Linked DNA regions of Mustela erminea: region 2 is linked to region 1. A link is a contact called in public Hi-C data. All regions are on one chromosome and are shown on one strand. Each heading gives the region's core, a stretch centred on a gene start, on an enhancer-like site or on the middle of the called end of the contact. The rest is flanking DNA. Distances are from core to core; before and after follow the strand shown.

Evidence for each region. Hi-C and Micro-C count contacts between places; a contact is called where the count stands out from the background.
Region 2: a contact with region 1 is called in a Hi-C map of spleen, with 2.2 times the contacts expected there. The contact joins the promoter of BSDC1 here to the promoter of ZBTB8OS in region 1.

The regions. Positions count from the first base shown.
Region 1 is chr10:85,448,537-85,453,995 of mMusErm1.Pri, reverse strand. It overlaps ZBTB8OS (protein archease), which reads right to left and starts at 1,776. Exons shown (of 7, transcript XM_032360793.1): 1 at 1,758-1,776. It overlaps RBBP4 (histone-binding protein RBBP4), which reads left to right and starts at 1,232. Exons shown (of 12, transcript XM_032360790.1): 1 at 1,232-1,512; 2 at 2,115-2,259. The coding sequence starts at 1,497.
Region 2 is chr10:85,634,146-85,639,418 of mMusErm1.Pri, reverse strand. BSDC1 (BSD domain-containing protein 1) reads right to left here and starts at 3,563. Exons shown (of 11, transcript XM_032301459.1): 1 at 3,478-3,563; 2 at 3,154-3,214. The coding sequence starts at 3,488.

The sequences.
Region 1 (5,459 bases), core at 527-3,026:
CTCTCTGCCTGCCTTCTGCCTACTTGTGATCTCTCTCTGTGTGTCAGATAAATAAATGAAATCTTTTAAAAAAAGAATCTGCACTATACGCTCAAGTTTATTATCTCATTTACTCCTCAGATGAAGGAACTAAGGGACAAAGAGAGGTTATGTATTTGCCTTAAATTACTAAGCTGTTTATGGCAAAAACAGATCTTTTTGCTAAAAACACAATCCAGGTAAAACACCAAGTTGTAAGTTTCCTACTCAACTTTCCAAGTTCTCTAACGTAACCACACTCTCATCACCCTACAGCTGGAGATACCTACCGGCGACAACCCGGCAAACGCTTGAAAATACTGTTGTCTTTAGAACGAATACGCTGGTAAAATTCCCACAAGGTAATGTGACTAGGTAAATGTAGAAAGAGTTCAAGAGACTGTAAATGTGGCAGCCCAGGTTCCCGACTCTCAGACTATTGGGCTTTTTTCCTCAGCATCCCCCCGACAAGGACCTATAATACAGGGCGAAATGGCATCAAGCCTGAAGCACCTTATGAGATAAAACGGCTGGCGAGGCCGGAAGACCTGAGCAAGGAGACGAGGGACGACAGAAGTGAGCCACCTACTCACACTCGTACTTCCGAATGACTGGGGGATATTTGGCCTTGATCGCCTTCTGCTCTTCAGTCAAATTGTAATCCCGAATATCTTCCTCTTCCTGCGCCATAATTGCAACACTAGACACTCTACTTCCGCCCTTCATTAGCCGGACTTCGGCTCTAATTTATAACTTCCGCCCTAGACTCCGCCCACCCTCGGCACGCCCCCTTAAAGGACCAGGACTCCATTCTCTCAGATGTACTTTATACCCTAAGACTTCTATCTTCCGGCCCGCCACTGGGAGCACATCTTTAATAGGCTTAGGCCCTATTTTCTGTGTTTGCTTCATTCGTCCTAAGAACTAAGGAAAAAGAAACTGGAAGACCTGAGAGTATGGAGAGACTTGAACTAGACACCCTGTTTCTGAGTGTTTAGAAGCCTTTTCTTTCCGCCTTACTCCCGGGGTTGTTAACTAGACTCAAAAGCATCCTATATTTCTCATCTCAGTACTTTCACAGTATCTGGCGATGAAAAGCCTTTAAGAAAATGGCTGCCCCCTGGAGAGTGCGGGCTAAACTTGTCACGTGACCCGGCGGTCGCACTCCCACCGGCTCCGCGCGCGCGCACTCGAAGGAAGTCGGCTCCCGGCCGTGTGGGGGCAGGGGAGGGGCGCCCGCCTCGGATCCACAGAAAGCCATTCTGCGTGTCTGGATAGGCTGCGAACGCGGCTTCCCCGCCCACTCTACCATTCGGGACGCTCCGACTGGCCAGTGTTGGCGCGAAGGTGCGCGAGTCAGCCCTCGCGCAGGGGCAGCAGGAAACAATAGAGGCCGCGCGCGCAGAGCAAGCGCCCGTAGCCTCCCCGCCCCTCCCGCAACGCTCGACCCCGGGATCCCCCCGGCTTGCCTGCCCGCCATGGCCGACAAGGAAGGTGAGGGTGCTGGGGCCGCCCCAGGAGGGCGGGGGGTTTCGGGCCGGCGCCGCGGCCTCGACAGGGCCTAGCAGTGACGACAAGCCCGACTCTTGAGTGCTGTCCCCACCATCGAAGGCGTGAGGAGAAATCGCCCCGTAGGGCGGGCTAACGGCGCGCCAGTTTCTCCGGCGCGGAGGCCGGTCCCCCGGCGTGGAGCTGGGGCGGGGAGTGGGGGGAGCCCGGGCCCGGCCGGTGTCTGGTACCTTTCCGCGCGCCCTGTCCGTCTGCCCGCCTCTCCCGGTTCTGCCTGAGCCGTTCGCTACCCCAGGGGCCCAGGAGGCCCGCGCCGGTTCCGTAGACTCGGCGCGAATGGGAGCGTGCTCATGAGGCCCGGCGCCGTCGCGCGAACGGCTAACGGAGTGACGGGCCTGGCTAACCGGAGAGAGTAGTTGCTGCGGGCCCGCGCGCGTGGAGAGCGGTGTGGGTACCGTCGCCGCGGGGAGAATTGCCCATACCTCCTCCATTTCAGAATCTGGACTCGAGCATTGCCGGTAGCTTTGGAAGTGTTGACTCGGTTTCCCTTTGTGTTCGCTAACTTAATTTGTTTTAACTTTTAGCAGCCTTTGATGACGCAGTGGAAGAACGTGTGATCAACGAAGAGTACAAAATATGGAAAAAGAACACCCCTTTTCTTTACGATTTGGTGATGACCCATGCCCTGGAGTGGCCTAGCCTAACTGCGCAGTGGCTTCCAGATGTAACCAGGTGATGTGAACGTTTTGAACGTTGTCTTGTTGTGTCCTCCTTAGTGTTGATCTTCCCTGTTTCCTCCAGTCCCCCAAAGAGAGCACGTGATCAAAACCCAGTTGGTGACCTTTTTTCCTAGCCCCCAAAATAAGACAAAAATGTAAAAGTAGTTTTGCAATGTACCTGATAAGAGAAAACTTGTTTTCTTTCCCTGATAACGAATTGAATAGTCTGTTGTAACTACAGTTAACGAAATAATGTAAAATGTGTCAGCTTTCAAGAAAATGCTGTGATGAGTTCAGCTTTTTCAGCAACACGTTGGAACCTAGAGGTAGTAGCTGGCTAGTACAAAGATTTATGTGACATGGTACCTGCCTTCAAGGAGCACAGGCATAGTTGAAGAGGCTGATAGAAGCTAATAGTTACAGTGACATGTGCCAAGATTTACAGAGATACTTAGGGTGTTTAGAACTAACACCTGAGGGGTGCCTGGGTGGCTCAGTGGTTTGAGCCTCTGCCTTCTGCTCAGGTCATGATCCCAGTGTCCTCGGATGGACCCCCACCCCTACCCCTGGTGTTGCTCAGCGGGGGACCTGCTTCCCCCTCTCTACCTCTCTGCCTACTTGTGATCTCTGTCAAATAAATAAAATCTTTAAAAAAAAAAAAAAAACTAACATCTGAAGGTGGGATGGTTTTTGTATAAGGGAATTATGCATAGTGAGAGATTAATCACTTGTAGGGTAGGTCTTACACATGAAAAGCTTACCTCCAACAAGATAAAATAGTACTTAATTTACCCCATTTATTTAGGGTCTGCTAGGTACCACATATCAGGTTGTGCAAATTTAGATAGACACCTTCCCTGCCTTGACTTTTTGTGTGTAGTATGGTACATACCACCCCCCTTTAGTTTAGGGAATATGGCTGAGGATCCCCAATGGATGCCTGAATCTGTGGATAGTACTGAACTCTATATTATGTTCTTTTTTTTCCCCATATATACATAGCTGCGATAAAGCCTCACTTGTAAATTAGACATATAAGAGGGTAATAGTAAAACAGTGATTATAGTAACATAGCATAATAAAAGCTATCTGATTGTGGTCTTTTGCTGTCAGAATCTCTCACTGTGTACTCACCCTTGTGATGTTGTTGAGAAAAATGCCTATGTGATGAAATAAAGTGAGGTGAATGACATGGGCATAGTGATGAAGTATTAGGCTGCTACTGACCTGATGATAAGTCAGAGGAAGATCATCTACTTCCGGAGGGATTGTGGTTGACCATGGGTAACTGAAACCACAGGTGGAGGGGCTACTGTATTACAGTAAAAAATAATTATCCTAAGAGTGGCACAGATAAAATGATCAAGTGATCAGGGGAAGGAAAAATCACCTCAATTTAGGGTATCGTGAAAGGCTTCCAGGAGGAAGTGACAATGCAGAGATGAACGTGAATTTAAATTATACAGGATTTTATCAAGACCAGTGAGTTGTTGGGATAATGAGTTTTCTTTTATAAAATTGCCTCACCGTTCATTATAGCATTTAAAAAATGGTATTATAGGGGCACCTGGGTGGCTCAGTGGGTTAAAGCCTCTGCCTTCAGCTCAGGTCATGATCCCAGGGTCCTGGGATCCAGCCCACATCGGGCTCTCTGCTCAGCAGGGAGCCTGCTTCTCCCTTTCTCTCTGCCTGCCTCTCTGCCTACTTGTGATGTCTGTCTGTCAAATAAAATATTTTTTTAAAAATGGTATTATATGCTAAATAAGGTTCTTCAGAATTCAGGATCTTGCAGAATGTGGCTATGTTTCAGCTCAACAAGTAATAGAAATTTGATGCAAATTTTACTAATAACTCAGAGGTTACTACCTTCATAGTGGCATTAAAAAATGAGGAAGTCTGGGCGCCTGGGTGGCTCAGTGGGTTAAGCCGCTGCCTTCGGCTCAGGTCATGATCTCAGGGTCCTGGGATCAAGTCCCGCATCAGGCTCTCTGCTCGGCAGGGAGCCTGCTTCCCTCTCTCTCTCTCTCTCTGCCTGCCTCTCCATCTACTTGTGATTTCTCTCTGTCAAATAAATAAATAAAATCTTTTAAAAAAAAAAAAAATGAGGAAGTCTGCCCTAAGGATGTTTACAAAACTCCTAATAAATGCCCAGAAATATAGAGTTGAAAGCTTTGTCATTCATGACCAGGAGTTCCCATATTTAGCTGATCGATCAGAATTATTTAGGTTCAGGGTGCCTTGGTGGCACATTGGTTAATCATCCAACTGTTGGTTTCTGCTCAAGTTGTAATCTATAGAGCCCCACCTTGGGCTCTGCATGGAAGTCTCTTTTCTCTTCCCCTCTACCCTACCCCCCCACACCCTCACTTTCTAAAAAAAATTTTTTTTTTTTTTTAAGAATTACTTGAGTTCAGATTAAGTGGAGTCATTGCTCTCAGAAGTTCTCAGTGATAGTCAAACCATTTAGGAACTGTTGGCAGAGGACTTGTTGAAAAACAGTTGAATGGTGATTCTACAGTCATGAGCTGTATCATGAGCCACCGCAGACCTACTAAATCATTCTGGAGCCATATTTTTTAAAACCTTCCTATATAATGCAGTAATGAGCTCAACTTGGAAAGCAGTGAATGAGACTAAATTCCCCAAGGTTGAAATCTGTGTTATCTTAATAGTTTCTGCTTTAGCAGACGTAGGTAAATAAACCTTTTTGCAATGTTTGACGTTGGTCCAAACACCCAGTCTTTACCTTCCTTTTTTTGTATTCTACACATATAACAATGCTGATTTTTTTTTTTTTTAAGATTTTACGTATTTATTTTGAGTGAGAATGGTGGGAGGCAGAATCTTCAAGCAGCCTCCTGCTGAGCACAGAACCCCATGCAGGGCTCAGTCCCACAACCCATGAGATGACCTGAGCTGAAATCACGAGTTGGTCTCTTAACTGACTGAGCCACCCAGGCACCCCAACAGTACTAATTTTCTTTTTAAGATGAGCATTACTTAGAAGCAATTATGTAGTGTTAGCTGTTTGGTTTTTTTGTGTTTGTTAGCGTCGTCATGGCAGTGGGTGGCAGTGGTGGTATTTATTCATACCCTTTTTTAAAAAAATAAAATTGTAGCTCCGTAATGCTCTTCTGCCCTCACTTCTGTGGGTCCTTTACCCTAAATTCCGGCATTCCCAGTTTTGTGTTGACAGCTCTCTTTCTTCTTCTT
Region 2 (5,273 bases), core at 2,314-4,813, 180 kb before region 1:
TCATAACAGAGTTCTGTGAACATCGAGCCCGTGTTTTTTGCTCACTGATGCTCTCCCTGTGTATGACATAGAACCTGGCATGGAGTACGTGCTCAAAGAAAGTCTGCTCGTTAAATTTTCATGTACATGGGCACATTTTAATTATATAACCATTGCCATGATAATGTGATGAACGGCTGTCTCTCCCTCACTAGACTGTGAGCTCTGAGGGGACCCGTATGAACCGACAGGGTGCTTGCCCTCAAGAAGGTCATCATCTACCGGGAAAAATGCTCCCATGACAGTGTCAGTGTACAAGACCAGAGTGGTGACCGATGTTTTCTCAGGAAGTTAGAAAGACTTGATGAAGGGAAGCCTGGATTGAGCACCTCAAAGAATGAGCAAGAGAAGCCAGTAAAGGAAGCCGGGGCACAGCAGGGCCCAGGGTTTACTGCAGCCTCTAAGCATTTCAGTCCTAATGAACATTGAAGGAAATGCAAACGTAGTTTGGAAGAAAGCTGGAGAGGCTGCCAAGGGCAACTACGGTGGGCCTGGTCAGCCGTTGTGGGAGTTGGGGAGCCACTGAGAGTTTGAAGGAGGGGGGAAAGGATGAGTTCTGCATTTTTCATAGGTCACTCCAGTGACTGGCCTGACAAAAGTGACAAGATCAGAAGCGGAAGAGAACCCATCAGGAGGTTGCTGTCAAGTTCAGAAAAGGAAATGAGAGAATATGAATAAGGATAGTGCTGGTCAGGATGAAAGGATGGGACTGGTTCAAGAAATAAGAGCAAAAAAGGTGGATTTAGGGATTAAATAATGGGTTGAGTGAGGGCAAGAGAGAGTCGAGGAAGAGCCACTGGCTGCTACCCTAGGTGACTGGGTCGATGGACTGCTGCCAGCTGAAAGAGAAAATGCGGAAGGGGGAGCAGGCTTAGAAAGAAGGTGATGACAACAATTTTGGTCACGTAGGATGTGCGATGACAGTGGGCTAACTGGGACAGCTGTCCAGCAGGAGTTATTCTCCAACAGTAAAGCTCAGAGAATAGGACTAGGAATCACACTATCATGAAAATGGAGAAGTCTCCCAGGAAGAGTTTGTCGAGTGAACAGAGCAGTGAGCTGAGGACAAGACCCCTCAAAAACCGCTCCTTTAAAGGGTAAGAAGGGAAAGTCACGCAACAGTGAGGAAAGAAGAGCCAGGAGATGTGGAGAATTGAGAGAGAAGCAAGCCACAAAGCCAAAGGAGTAGAGTTTCAAGAAAGAGGCTGAGTGATCACTAGTGTCAAATGCAGCCGAAAGGCCCAGGAAGATAAGAGTTGAAAACCACCCGATGGATTTGGCAAGTGGTAGGTGAAGCTGAGTGTGTTTACCGATAAGCTCACATGTGGTGGCCACAGGGATGGGGAGAGAGTTATGAGAGATCATGTTGTTGACTTCAAATATAAAAAGTAGGAGGCGAGGGTTTCTCCTAGAGGTAAAAAAGAGGAAGTAGCTGAACAGAGCACTGGAGGGAAGAGTTAGGTTTGGGGAAAGTTTCGAAGATAAGGGGAAGAAAAGCAAATCAGAGACTGAAAAAGCTTGTTGGGGGCTGGTGCTCAGGCCTAAATAAGCTTGGGGAATCTGGGGTTGGACCAAGGAGCAATGCCTTTATCAGTGTCTGTGCGGAAATGCAAACAAGCACAATGACTGCAGGAGGAGGGAAGGAGCAGAGGAAGACAGATTATAGCACCAACTTAGAACTGTGGTCTCTAGGGCAATGGATGCTAGGGGTGCAAGGGAACTGAGGGTCCTGGGAACTGAGTATTCTAGATGGAGCTGAAATGGGAAGGCAAGGGGGGCAAGGCCAGAAAAGCACTGAATGACCAAGGGAAAAAATGGAAGTAAAAATGGACTAGTGGTGTTTAAGAGGTTTCCCCAGCACCCTCCTCAGGACTTAATAAAAATAACTGATGCTTATATACTACTTACGGTGTGCTAAGTATTGTTCCTAGTGCTTTACACACATTATTATTTAATCCTCACAACAGTACTATCAGGTAGGTGTTCTTAGTACTCCCATCTTACAGATGGGGAACTCAGGTTTAGAGAGGTTAAATAACTTGTACAAGTTCATGTAACAGTAACTAGCTGAGAGGGAAATTAAGTCCCCTCTTTCTGAATGGGGAACTGTCAAAGGCAGAAACAACATCCACACCCTGGCCTCAAACAGGGAGCTTCCCAAGAACAAAGATGGAAAGCCAACCAACTATCTATGAGTTATGGTAAGACCGGCCTTGAGGGCAACACACAGAAAGTCATCGCCCCAGTTGCTGAATGAATGTCAGATTCTCCTTCCAGGAGATCGCTCAACAGTATTCTGAGGTCCTTTGAGAGCTTTTCGATTAAACTTCAGTGTGAAATTCTCTTATTCCTGAACAACAACATAAACAACTCAGGACATTCTCAGATTAGCTAGGCTGTAGCTAGCTGAGAGGCTGAACAGGAGTATGTAGGCTAAAGGAGGTATTAAAATGCCCCCAGAGCAGAGGACTGATTTAACTGAGATCAGAAGCCTCCTGGAGTCTGCCCTGAAGCAGGACTCACCCCAATTTCTTGAAGTAAACAGTAGTTAACTTTTCCTCCAGGATTCACTTGGGCTGGTTCTGACAAACTAGTATGGGGTGGAACAGAAACACACAACAGCCTTGTCTATTGGCAGAGCCAAGGCTCACTCATCATCCCACAGGGATTGCTGCCTCCCCACCAGACTGTGAGCTTTGTGAGGCCCAGGATAGCATCTGCACCCTCAGGACCTGTCAGAGTGCTAGCTGTGGAATTCCAGTATTCGAATGACTACAGAAATAAGTTTCTATTGCAGACTTCTTCGTAATCGATCAAAGGTTCTCTCTTCTACGAAGCTGTGAACTTCCTTAGCTGGAATAAACTGCTCTTCCTATGGATTCCTACAAAAAGGAAGCTCCGGCCTTTAAAACAATCTGTATTTCACCGTGGCTTGTGTCACACTGCTCCGAGTCGGGGGTCAGTCCTCCCCAAGACCGACAGGGGTAACAGTAGGGCCCGGGTGGGCCTCATCTTTGAGGCCCAGCGCCCACACTGGTCGGGCGGGGCAGCTTGGACCTGCTTGTATGAGGCGGCGCGAGGCCCTGGCGGAGGAAGGGCGCCGGCCCGGCTTACCTTCTCCTTGACTGCCTGGTAGCTCTGTTGCAGCCAGCTCCGCCACCAGCCCACGTCCTCCCTGCGAAGACAGATATATCTGGCGGCCCTGCCGTGCGACTCTTGCCCGCGCATGATCGGGTCTCAGTTTCTCCCAGAGATGTGGTCCGCGGGCCGAGACTTGGCAGACCGTTTCCCCACCCCCTCGCACTGAGACTCCACCCCGCCCTTTCAGCCCCGTCCACTCCCGGGCCGGCCTCCTGTTCCCCACAGGGACCCTGGCCCAGCACCCCGACCCTGGGAGAATTCAGGCCCCAACGCCCGAGAGCTGGATGACGGGCTCACCCTTCCGCCATCTTGCCTGCATGACATCACCACTATTTACTGACCTCTGACTTTCGACACGGCACTACCCCCCCCAAGCACCGCCCCAGAGCACCCGGTCCAATCCTCGCGCTGACACCGCCCACAGCCCAATCTCCGCCCCGGCTCATCACTAGGCCCCGCCTCCATGAGCTCGGTCCACTCTCTGTCTAGAGTTCGCTCTTAAACTCCGCCCCTGAACTCTCGGCCCAATCCTCACTCAATTCGGTTCTCAAGTCCACCCCCAAGTGTTAGCCCTACCCCCACTAGCACCTACTTTTTATCAAACTGACTTCGGATACGGTGGCTGCCAGGGGCCACGTCCGCCGGCCTGGACCGCGGAGGTGTACGCGCAGAGGCGAGGAAGGAAGGGAGCGGGTCTGGAGCTCGAAAGTCTGGATCCTAGAGCGCAGGGCTAGGACCACCCCCCTTTATGAAACAAACCGCGTAGCGGTTGCTTGGGGTCTCTTCGGGCTAATTCAACAAGCGCAGAGCAGGGCACTGGGCCAGGGTCTGCAGGTGTACGGAGAAAAATTCTTCAACGGACATGGATTAGCTTGTGAAAGGGAGAGACTTTCTGGATCTGCTACCCATCAAATACCATCGCCTCTTGTCTGTTTACTGGGAGAGCTTTAGTAATCCCTCCACCCCCGTTCCGTTTCCCCTCTTTACAGGATTGTTCCTGTCATACCTGCTGTTTCTCCCATCCTAAAAGCGTGGAAATAAATACCAACACTCTCTTGATCGGACACCCTTTCCCCTTTACAGCAAAACTTCTTTAAGACTTGTCTGTACTCACTGGCTCCAATTCCCGTCTCTTCCCATCATTTATTGAATTCACTTCCGTCCCGTTTTTGCCTGACTTGTATTGGGATGCTAAGAGCAATGACCAACTTTCAATCTTTCTTTGGACCAGCAGCATCTGACTTGACACAGTTGGTCACCTTCCTACTTTTAAAAACACTATCTTCACTTAGCTTCCAGGACACCAGTGCCCTTCTGACTCTCCTCTTACCTCACCAGCATCTCCTTCTCACTGTTCTCTACTGTTTTTTTCATTGACCTCTTATTGCTGGAATGTCCCAAGGCTCAGAGCGCCCTCTCTTCTTGTGTGTCTGTAATCATTCACCAGATGATCTCATCAAGTCTCATGATTTTAAATGCCATCTATACACTGGCTGCTCTCAAATTTTTTCTTCAGCCCACACATCTCTGAATACCAGGATCATTATCAATATTTGGTTGTGTAATAGGTATATTAAACTTAATATGCCCCCCAACTCCTGATGTATTAATCTCAACTGTCTGCAAACTTACCCAAAGCTATAAATGGCAACCTCGTTCCTCCGGTTTCTCAAGCCAAAAACGGGGAGGATCTATGTATTTTTTTCAAGAATAAGCTTTTTTTTTTTAAGATTTTATTTATTTATTTGACAGACAGAGATCACAAATAGGCAGAGAAGCAGGCAGAGAGAGAGGAGGAAGCAGGCTCCCTGCTGAGCAGAGAGTTCGATGTGGGGCTCCATCCCAGGACCCTGGGATCATGACCTGAGCCGAAGGCAGAAGCTTTAACCCACTGAGCCACCCAGGCGCCCCGCAGGGGATATATTTTTTATCTTTTTCTTTCTTACTCCAAAGCTAGCTGCTCGGCAAATCTATTAGTTCTACCTTTATTTTTCTTATTTATTTATTTATTTATTTATTGAGAGGGAAAGGGTGGAAGGGGCAGAGGAAAAGGGAGAGAGAGAATCTTAAGCAGGCTCCACACCCAGCCTGGA